2 separate regions of the Drosophila melanogaster genome follow, and region 1 is linked to region 2. Evidence: chromatin contacts called from public Hi-C data. All regions are on one chromosome and are shown on one strand. The core of a region is the stretch at or near the end of the contact, and the rest is flanking DNA. Distances in the headings are between cores, read along the strand shown.

What was found. Hi-C and Micro-C count contacts between places; a contact is called where the count stands out from the background.
Region 1: a Hi-C map of the Kc167 cell line shows a contact between it and region 2, with 2.1 times the contacts expected there. A contact is called at or near these places in 2 of 107 Hi-C or Micro-C datasets (the Clone 8 cell line and the Kc167 cell line).

Annotation. Positions count from the first base shown.
Region 1 is chr2L:8,947,262-8,953,044 of dm6, forward strand. It overlaps C1GalTA (Core 1 Galactosyltransferase A), which reads right to left and starts at 3,955. Exons shown (of 4, transcript NM_164840.2): 1 at 3,717-3,955. It overlaps CG46397, which reads left to right and starts at 5. Exons shown (of 2, transcript NM_001382136.1): 1 at 5-87; 2 at 146-610. The coding sequence starts at 45. The coding sequence ends at 300.
Region 2 is chr2L:8,238,509-8,243,679 of dm6, forward strand. Pvr (PDGF- and VEGF-receptor related) reads right to left here and starts at 1,370. Exons shown (of 19, transcript NM_001169440.2): 1 at 1,184-1,370. It overlaps Spn28F (Serpin 28F), which reads right to left and starts at 3,292. Exons shown (of 4, transcript NM_080218.5): 1 at 3,246-3,292; 2 at 2,347-3,185; 3 at 2,149-2,287; 4 at 1,906-2,093. The coding sequence starts at 3,258. The coding sequence ends at 1,957. CG14277 reads left to right here and starts at 3,978. Exons shown (of 3, transcript NM_001316386.1): 1 at 3,978-4,221; 2 at 4,275-4,676; 3 at 4,740-4,918. The coding sequence starts at 4,159. The coding sequence ends at 4,784. It overlaps CG43057, which reads right to left. Exons shown (of 3, transcript NM_001273307.2): 3 at 4,815-5,171. The coding sequence ends at 5,005. It also overlaps lncRNA:CR43262.

The sequences.
Region 1 (5,783 bases), core at 2,705-5,204, 710 kb after region 2:
ATCTCATTTGGAACTCTGTCATCAAAGTGTTAAGTGTGATAAAAATGATATCGTCTAGTCCTAAACTGCCTTGGTTCACCGGCAAGGGTTTGCTGAGTTCATACATTTAACAAGCAGGTTTTTATAAACATTATGTGTTTTTTAGTGCCGCCCAGCCAAATGATTCTGACCATTTTTCTGTGCTTAGCCGTATTTTACGGCCTGGCTAAACTCATCGCCATTCCGCTGCGCATCGATGACTTCGACAGCTTCAGACCAATTCACACCGAGGATATGCAGTCACCAGGTCAAGGATTTTGAAAATCTGAGATAGACCCCTGAGCCCAGCAATTATCAATTGTAAACTGGGAATGCAATGCTAGGTTGTGTGGGTGGCACATCAGAGACCAGTGTGTTTGCCCGACTTGCTTGGCGCTTTGCAATTGCAATTGTAATTTGCAAATTAATTAAATTTAAGCATGAACAACATGTCAGACCGACATCGCCGCTCCAATCTAATGTACAATAGCAATTAAACGCAATTTAACCGCGTATTTGCTTATCATTGTAGTCTACTGATCAGATTCGAACGCCTTTGGGATGCCCGATTTGCGTGGAGTGAATAACAAACAAAAGTTTGCGAATCGTGGCAAATATTGTATTTACAAATGTTCTAATATTAGATCCATTGCCGATCCAAAAACTATTCCCATGCACTGCAGCGGCCAATTGAAAAATTACTTGTCGAGCAAAAAAGAAAATTATATAATCACATACTGTTCGGTAGCACGAATATGAACGTGTATATAATTCATACTGTCTGGCAATTCTATTTCAGTGATCTATTTGATATCCATGGTGATTAGCTTTATTCGTGCTATTACGTATTTTAGTTGTTATCTTTGAAATTTCGGTGTTTGTGGCGTACTCAGATAAAGCCAAAGATAATAAAACATTATAACACCAGTTTGTCTCGTCAAAGATGTAGTACCTTGCACAGATAATAAAAAAAAATATTTTGTGGCATTGTAAAGCTTAAAAAATTCCCTCAATGTGTGTGTGTAGAACCCTTGACATAAAACGTTTACCTCATCATAACTCAAATAGATAAGCATAACTATATTTATGGGTTTTTCAAAACCAGCTTAATATTGTAGTTAAGTTTTCCCAAAAGTCAACTTATGTAGCTTAAATTCTTATTCACTATATATGTATAATAATAATAATAATCTAGTTCTTAACTAATTCATCGAGAGCGCGTAATGGAGCACCTGTTAATAGAAATTAAGCTAAACTAAATTTATTATTATGTCATTCAGTTAATAGAGTGCCTTTTGCTTTTTTGCTGCCCTATACTCAGACTAGCGTGACAGTCCATTCATCGTAATTTAAAAAAAAAAATGTAAAAACAGAATGGGCCAGAAAGACAAACTAAAACCAGAAACCAAACCAATTGTACAATTGTTTTGTTTGGCCGCTTTTCATCTGCGGTCAATAAAATCAGCCACGCTCTGCGATCCCGCAAATATTTTAATTCAGTTATTGTATTTTATTTTTGGAGCCCGTATAAGCAAAGTACCCTGTACTTAATGTTTTGGCTCTATGATTCTCGTTTTATTTCAATTCACTTTCAGTAACTTCCCTTTCAGATAAACAATACAGTAAGGACTGGCACAATGATGTCGGCAGCTGTTTATCAAAGTGGAACTGGACTGCGGAATTGTTATCAGGCACAAAAAAAAAACATGGCATTCGTTTTTAAAACTCTGTTTCTTTGTTCATCGTGTAATAGTACAATACAGCAAATGAAAATGGAAATATTAATATGATTCATATAACGAACGAATGAGAAAAGTGATTATGCCATTAGTTCAACCTTAAAGAATTCCATTCCTTAAAATTTTGTATACTTTACGGAGAGCTTATCTATAAGAGTTCTCAAGTAACTATTATTTTCTGTCCCAATGAACAATATCTATTACTCTGTTGTTCAAACGACATCGACAAAAGCAATGTATAAGAAGAAAAGTCGGAATGTGAGTTCTTAATTAAATATTGATTAAAAGGCTTTGCTGATAGATAATTGATTGCTGATTAATGAATAGGTATAGCGCTATTCACCTGAATCTCACGTGAAATGGCACCTTTTTGGGGCCATTGAACAATATTCTATAGTATAGCCCGCGGGGCATGGCACAGCTGGTTTAAGGTTATTGGGTTAGTCTATTCAAATTCAGATTTTTGGCTTTACGAAATAACACACATTTAAGAACAAATACACCCAATACAAGAAATAATACATTAAAAACTATTTGACTTGGTATTGAATATTTTTAAAAATAATGTAATAATACATTAAGTAAGGAGCTCTTTAAGGATCAGTCTTTTAGAGTCATTCATAATTATTAAAACTCATTTACTAGGTAGTTCTCTTCTGGAAAACGAAAACATGCTAAAAGTAGCATAAAGTACTATTCTTATTCAGTCCCATATGTTGCAAGGAGAGTTCATTACTTTGATGACTGATGGAAATGGCTACTGTTTTTTTACTTGAAGCAGGAAGAACCATATGTATGTTTATAGTACAAGTTCCAGCTTCCACTATCAGTTGAATTTGAATGGCAATCACTAGGTGCAATCTGCATATGAATTATCCCCGCAACAATAACAAGAGAAGGCTAATCAGAGAGCAGAGACGAGAAATACAAATACAAATGCACGCACAATAGCATGTGCTGCTCTCTCTCTCTCTGTCGAGATAAAAATGAGAGGGAGAGAAAGTGACGCCCACTGGAACCACAAATAAATTAAAGTAAATGCGTTTCGGCTGCAGTTAATTCACCCCCCGGATGCAAAAGGGAATAGAGGGGGAGGGCTGAGTGCATGGCAGGGCATAACGGAAATGACAACTGAAGAGAGCCGGAGAGCGAGAAACCAAAATGCAGCTGTTTGGGGAATGTCATTACATTAACAGAGACAACAACAACCACCAGGATAAGACATCACGAATTGGGAAGCCACTTCTCGCCTAGTTATCAACATATTCCTTTGTGTTTAGCGGGTTATTAAAAATACTCAAGACCAACGACCCTCAAACAGATAACATATTAGAGTTGTCGCCTTAAATGCCTCAAACACACTTGGAACAGAACGTTAAATTTAATAAATGCTGTACCTTATAATTTAAACTTTTTGCATTGATTTTATAATTTTTAGGCATAGGATCAGAGTTTACAAATATTTTAGGAATGGGGACCCAAGAGTTTAGCTATTTTTTTTATACTGTTCTCAATTCTTTTCTTCATTAGCTTTATTTTAACATCCTGCAGCAAGGGGCTTTGGTAGTGTGAGTGGCCGGACTGGAAGGAAAGGCCGTCAGGCAATTCTTCCTTCCACTTCCTTCTAGTCAATTTCAGTTTCCAGTTGGAAACCAATATATGTACATATGTATATTCTCGTGCGTTACTTGCCGTAACAGTGGCTTAAACTTGTTCGTTCTTATTGTTTTGGTTTTATTCACACTCTTCACCTTCGTTTGCTCTTCCTTGTCACGTTCTTCTTGCACTCTATGTACATACACCATATGCGCAATTGTATATTATATTTATTGCGCTTTCTGTTTTGGCACAAAACGCAATTTTTGCTGACCGATTAGTTTTCCGTTCAGGTAAATTCCGCACGCGTTTCATTTCATTTGATTTTTAAATCACCGTTTTTCGCGTCGCCCATTTACTTACGAATTGATTTTTCCTCACGCGTTTCTCCATCGCAGGACGCTCCCAAAAAGCTTTTAATTTCGCGATGAGTGCGTTTTATTCACAACTGCTTTCACGTTTTGCACATTCGCTTAATTGCTGTGTTAGTCGAGCCACTCGAAATATTTAATTAAACTTATTTTCCGCGCCCTTTCCTTGATTTTCAACAAGCGCATAAGTGAAGCAAGCGAACGCGCCGGACAAACAAAAACAACTGCCGCGAATTCTAAAACTGAGCACGAGCGAGAACGAAGAGAACAGAGTACACTGGCAAGAAAATGTTGAAAGTTGTAAATTAAAAAAATTTATGATTATGATCGAAGTTGAAACATAAGCTATTATTGCTGTCTAGTGCAATAAAAGTAAAAAATTTGAATTTAATTACACCAAGTATTATTAAATATATTATTTAAAATATCAGTTCCCAATAAGTATTTTTAACTATTTCATATTTAACCAGAATATAGTACAAATTAGTACAAAAACAAATAAATTTAAATATCGCAGTATACAAGTTATTTGTTTCTACCTGTGCAATCAACAGAATTAAGTGAGAGAACCAAAGCTCACTCTCTCTCTCTCTCGCTGTTCTTTTTATATGCTTGTGTCGGAAAGGGGGTGTAAACCGGTACCGGCTTTCTATAAAGAGCGAGAGTGATTTGAAAATTATAAAAAAAACTTCTATTAAACTAAAATATTATAGGTAAGATATGTAGTTTGTATATATAAGTGGTGTGACTTCGATTTATCAATGGCCTGTTTCTCTCATCACTCGCTACTAGTCACCATATATTTGGCAAAACAGCTGTTGGAAACTATCTTAAGGGTTTGTTTTTGGGGTTGGTTCTAAGATTTGTGTCCACTCTTTCGAATATTACTTTCTCAAAGAATGAATACAAATATATGTGCATAATATATAAATTGATAATTGTACGTCTGAAATATCTCCAAAAATCACAATCTAGAAAGGAAAGAATATAAAATTACCGAAAACTTGTTCAAATTTTGATTTTTGAAAATCATTAAAATTATGATAGGGATAGTTAGGTATGCTTATGAGCAGTATAAAACAGTGTTTTTTTTCGTTAGATGTGCCACCTTTTTTTTACCAAGTTATAGAGAAAACCCCGTTTAAAAATATAAGATTTTTGTATTTTTTTTTTTTTTTTTTCTAGTAAGATTTCACAAGCTATAAAAATAGTTGTCCAAAACCGTTATTAGAAAATATAACTAACATCAAATTTGAATGCAAGAAATTTTTTGCATTGTACGTTAAAAATTTGCGATATCGCAACTGTAATTAAACAAGTTATGTATACGCGCAAACTCGTTAAGAAACGTTTTTGTTTGATTCGTTATCTATTGTACATTAACAACCGGCTTCTGTGATGCTAAAGACTTCTAATACTTCATATTCGAAACCTGAACATAGACTACTTGAAAATTTATTAAGGTAACTCCATGTTGTCAGCCAAAATTAGTGAATATACGTTAAATATTTTTAAACCCAGAAATCGAAATTAATGCAATTGGTGACGAATGCCTTTAATAAATATTTATTGATGTGGGGCTGGTTAATGAGTTCATATAACTTTTTGCAATCGATCACTTCAGATAAGATAGTATTTCTTGTTAGCATTATCTGACAACTCTGATAAGGGCAAATTCTGTCTTCTAATTAGTGAGCAACGAATGAGAGTTCAGGAGTTTTTTAAACGCTACAGTCGAGTTTCGTGACTACCAGATACCCGTTACTCAAAAAAAATGTTTTAAAAGTGTCGGCGTGATGTTTCGAAATAAAAATGCCGCGTGTCAAGATCCGTTACACCCTTTTCAACAAGTCGAGAATACCCTCTTAAGCTACGAGTAACGGGTATAAAAATCGCTGACTGACTTTATTTTTTTTACTGTAATCTTACACATTATCTACACAACCACAAGTATATACAGTGTAGATCAACATTAGATTCGTAGCAATCAGCTTTCATTTGCTGACGTTCCCAACGATCTGCTAAATTTGAATGATGTTTTTTTTTCATTTTTTTTCCC
Region 2 (5,171 bases), core at 120-2,619:
GACATTTTTATGACTCCAAACTTTGACGATTCGTAGCAGTTTTGTACCACATTTTCCGGACATTGAGAACGATGGCAATTAACAACAGCCTGGGCTGGGCAGCCTTTTGAAGTGGCCAGAGATAAATGGAGCAGTCGGCAAACTGAAGGAGGTCTGTATTCAATAAACAAATTGGGCACAGTGTGCAATTGGAGGCAATGAATTATGGGCATCTGATTTGATCAGAACTTCTCGATCCTGAGTCACGTATTGGGGGAAAATGTATCAACAGTTCGTTTGGTCAAGAAACGGATGGCGTGGAACCGGTTTAAGAAAGTCGCTATAGACACATTCAGTTGACCAGGCAAACAAAAGAAAGGTGAACCCTTTCTTCTATATATATATGTACATATATATGTATATATACCAACTTTATTTGGGTGTTTCTGGAAAAGCAGTATGAGTAAATTCGAAATCCATCGTAGTGTTATTCATATTTTCATAGTCTTACGCAGTCTACCGTTTGATCGCAGCAGCTTGGCAACAACAACAACTATTGAAGATACAACAACAACTTTTGAACGTACAACAGTCACGATCGGCGATGAATCACGATTTGAATACCTGGCACCGGTGGATGTTTGCAGTCTTGATTACTTGGAATGCCGCTGACGTATTCACCATAGACACACGCACACTTTTCGTAGACCCAACACTTATATGCACTTATCAATGAATAATACCAGGCAGTGATAATAGCACACACACACACACACGCACTTAGAAAAAGGTCACTGATAATAGTTCATTATGTACACCATCTATAGGAGCATAGTGACCATGACTATTTTGGGTGTTTTTTTTTTGTATAATTGCATCGAATTGAGCAACATCACGAGCGCCGAATTCGATTTCGATTTTCGAGCTTACGATTGACAATCACTTAGAACTCTTGTCAACCACCTGTGGCTGAGTTTGCACTTGTATTCGAATTCCGATTCGTATCTGTGTTTGTTTTTTACTTTTGCGAAGGTGTGGGGGTTCGCTCACATCGATATCTAAACTTTTGAGTGCGGATTCATTTGCTTAGCACCTTTGATGCTTCACTTATACTTATATACGACACGATTTGGTTTCGTTTCCACACGATTCTATATCTATATTATCGGACGTATCTTCGAGCCTTTCAAAAATTAACGCTTACGTTGTGGTTTTCTGTGCTTAACACTTTCTGCGTGGGGCACTTCAGCAGTATCGGTTGCTCTTGAAAGACAATAAATACTGCGTCGTCGGCAAAGTTTGAACAGTTTGCACCGAACACAAGTCAAAAGCCCGCGAAATTTCCTTCCGCTTTGACGTCCGAACAGCTCGAAAAGTTAACGTTAACTAGAGCTGGGGCACTATCGACGGTACTATCGAGGTATCCGATTCGATTGTTATTTTTTGCTATCGATGAGCGTTATCTACAGCATGTAGAATAGAACGGATAGAATAATATTTTTGTTATATCTTTAGTCAACATCATTTGAATTTTCTTGTTTCGTTAGGGAGTTTATCTCTCGTTTAGTTTCCTTTTATTATTATTTCATTATTATTTTGAAAGGTGAAGTGTACTAAATAACGAGCTAAAAATTGAACGCAATCACGCTATTCGCGGCGATGCCAGACCGCTTGAAAACAGTTCCAGTTGGCCAGTGGCGGCCAGTGATGCCATGCGTACTAAATTTCCTAACGGTTTTAGTTTTAGATCGAAGTGCTTAAAATAAAGTTTTCTTTTATTAAATAATATTTAGTATCATTTAAGCATTTCTAACGATTTGTCAGCTGAGTAAGGGGATTGTGATTTATAAGGGTCTCGACTATAGCATTTTCACTACTTTCCACCTATTAAATATTTTCAGGAAACTGGTAAATCCTTTTATTCTACAATAAAGTATAATACAATTTCCATTTATTATTGATAAGAAATAGTACATTTTATTCATTCGGTTTCACAAAGTGGCCCTGGAAATAAATGGTTTCCCTATCGCGAATGACATAGGCAAAAGGATGATCGGCATTAAAAACCATTTGAGATGACGGCATAGGCATACTATAGCGCACGAAAAGTAAAGCTGGCAAAAATAAAACATATTATACAAATATATATATAATAAAATTATATCATACCTGTTGCAGCCGCTGCCTCAGCTCCTTCTTCATTAACCTCGATGAACGCCTTATGAATGACTTTTTTCACATGAACGTTACTGTTTTCGACCAGATCTTTGAAGTCAGCAGATTTTTCGAACGCATCTTGTATGCCCATCTATAGATGAATATCTATAAATTGTAAGGGTGTATCAAGAATAATCTGTGAATACTCACCGCCACAAGAACTTTGTTTAGTTGAGCGAAGAATTCGATTTTAAACTTGGGAAGCCTTAAAGTTACATCCATTTTGGAAAGTTTCGGTTTGAATCCTACAATCTTTTTCTCCAGCTCTGATAGTCCATCGACCTGGTCCGGTAGAAAAATTAGCATGGACAGGCTTGAATTTCTGTAGGGCAGCTCGATAATTTTGGCACCCAGTTCACTATCATGTGCGGCCCTAAATGATTGAAATAGTGACATCATCTCGACAGGAACACTCTTTTGATCCGAAACACGGAAATTCCTCTTCTTCGTTAACTTGGGATTAAATTTGTACTCCCACTGGCCTTTAAAGTATATGGCATTTAAGACGATCAATTCCATTTTCGACATGTCATTGGATGAAACTAAGTCTTTGATTTTACCACGCGTCTGATTATCTACCCAATTATTGACAATTGAAGAAGCCTTATTGGGATCGACAATGTCGATTGCCTCCGCTTCAGCCATAAATGAATCCTTGACCATCTGATTGTAACTCGGTACTAGCTGGAACTTTTTGTTCACGTATATGCGATTAGCCAAACTGAGAGTGGCTACCTTCTCGCGTCCTTCGAGTTTACTCAGAAGGTCCTTGTATTTGGCTGCCACTTCCTTTTTGTCATCGGGCAGTTTCAAAACATTCCTCATTTCTTGGGCTGTCTTTGCCCTGGCTCCCATGTAGGCCATGCTCAGTGCGATTTCCACGGAAAGGGGAGAGGAAATGAGATTATTGGCCGCATTTTCCTTGGCCAAAAGTTGGTAGAAATCGTCGGCAAAGCGACAAGATACCGACGTGGCCAAAAGAAGCAGACCTGCGTTGCAATTATTACCTATTCCTCTTTGATTAACTTGTATTTTATTAGTTTACTTACACAAATGCTTCATTTTAACGTCGATCGAGATTAAGAACAAATTAGAAATTACGGATTATATATAGTCTGCATTATAATCAAATTAGACTCGCCAGCGCGATATAAAATTTATGCGCTTCGGTTGGATTTCATTAAGCCATTCTTAAAGAATATAAATGAATGGCATTACACAATTAAACTTAAATGTATAAATTCCATAACAACATATGTAATTTGTCGAATCTAATTTGATTAGTAAACCAAGTATAAATAGTCTACTTCGTTTTAAAGATCAGTAATAATGAACTAATTTTCTAATAGTTTTAAATACTCAATAAATAAATCAGGTTGTTTTAAAAAACAGACCAACTTTTGCTACAAAAATGGTATGATTATTTGTCAAACATCCGTGTCGCAACATTTTAATCAATTGCATGCCATTTAAAGCCCCAACTTCGCATTCAATCATATCTGCGGCTAACAAAGCAGTGACATGGCATACAAGTAACAAGAGTGATGGCCACTTATCAATTACAGAAAACAGATTTTAACGGACTCCTGATGAGTCCGATTTTAGCCACATTCATATGGTTTCGAATGCAAACACATTCACATTACGGGAGATCAAGAGATCAAACTCCAGCGACACGCTAGGAACACAAACAATAACATGTCGTGGGTGTAATTAAAATTGGATGACCACAAAGTTCCATAATATTTCCGACATTTAGAGCGGTCTAATGGATGACCGTCTGGCCAGTGGAGTTTGAGCAATCAATTGAGCCGAACGATCACTGATCGCTGCAGCCAAATACCGCTTAATGCGCAAATAATTGTGGATTTCGGGGGAAACGAGGCCAGCGAAAGTTCCGTATAAATAGGGGTTGAGCCGTCCAGGAGTTTACAAATTCATCCAAAACGCGGAGTGAACATAATGTTGCGTCTGATTTGCGTGTTCCTGCTCAGCTGCGTTGGCTTCCAGGCAGCCTTGGCTTGCGTAAGTATGGCAGGAGCTCCGTGGACCAGATCTATAAGCTATCTTTTGCCCAGAATGGCTACAAAGCCAAGCTGGTCAAGTTGGAGAACTGTGCCGGCGAGGATGCCATTATGACGGTGGGCAGTGACTTCAGCCTGAAGCTAAACAAGAAGTGTGAACTGGTACCCTCGGGCTGCATCATGAACAAGCCGTTCAGTACCGCGGTGGCTAAGTTCAAGGTCCAGAAGGATGGCATCGTAATGAAGGAGGGCAAGATCGATCTATGCGCCGCCATTGATCAGGCCTCCTCCGAAGGTAAGGACATGCTAAAGCTTTTCGGAGCACCTTCCTCCTGTCCGGTGGGCGAGGAGAAGGTGTGCGCCAACGATCACTCCGTGGATCTGAGCAAGTACAAGGCCATGTTGGGCATGGCTCGTGGTCACCTCATCATCGATTCTGAGGTCAAGCATGACACGGTGAGTTTATTTCCAATATATATGATAGATATTTCGATGACACCTTGTTGTATTTTCCTCCAGGGCAAGTCCTGCATTCATGCCGAAATCGAGATCACCAAGAACTAGTGACGGAATCCGATCGTTGGTCTTATGTTTGTATTATGAGTCTTGCAAATCATGTAGTTGTAAATACGAGGGCAAAAAAAAATTGGTAATGCGGTGCACACACAGTGATTAAATATACAGAAAATACCGAATTGAAATTATCACAATGCTCTCTATAAGTTATTTCAAATATCTGCGGGAATTTAATTAAATTGATCTTTTTTGTGTCCGATCCTGAAGATCACGCTGCAGCTGGCGTTTCAGCTGCTGGAGCGTCTCCTGGCGCTCCGGAGGCACCTCCAGGTGCAGAAGTCGTACCATTTTGGGGTGGTGGCGGACTTGGTTCAGCCATGTGGTAGTGACATGCATCTCTGCACGATTGCAAACTATGGAACTCATTCCTCCTGT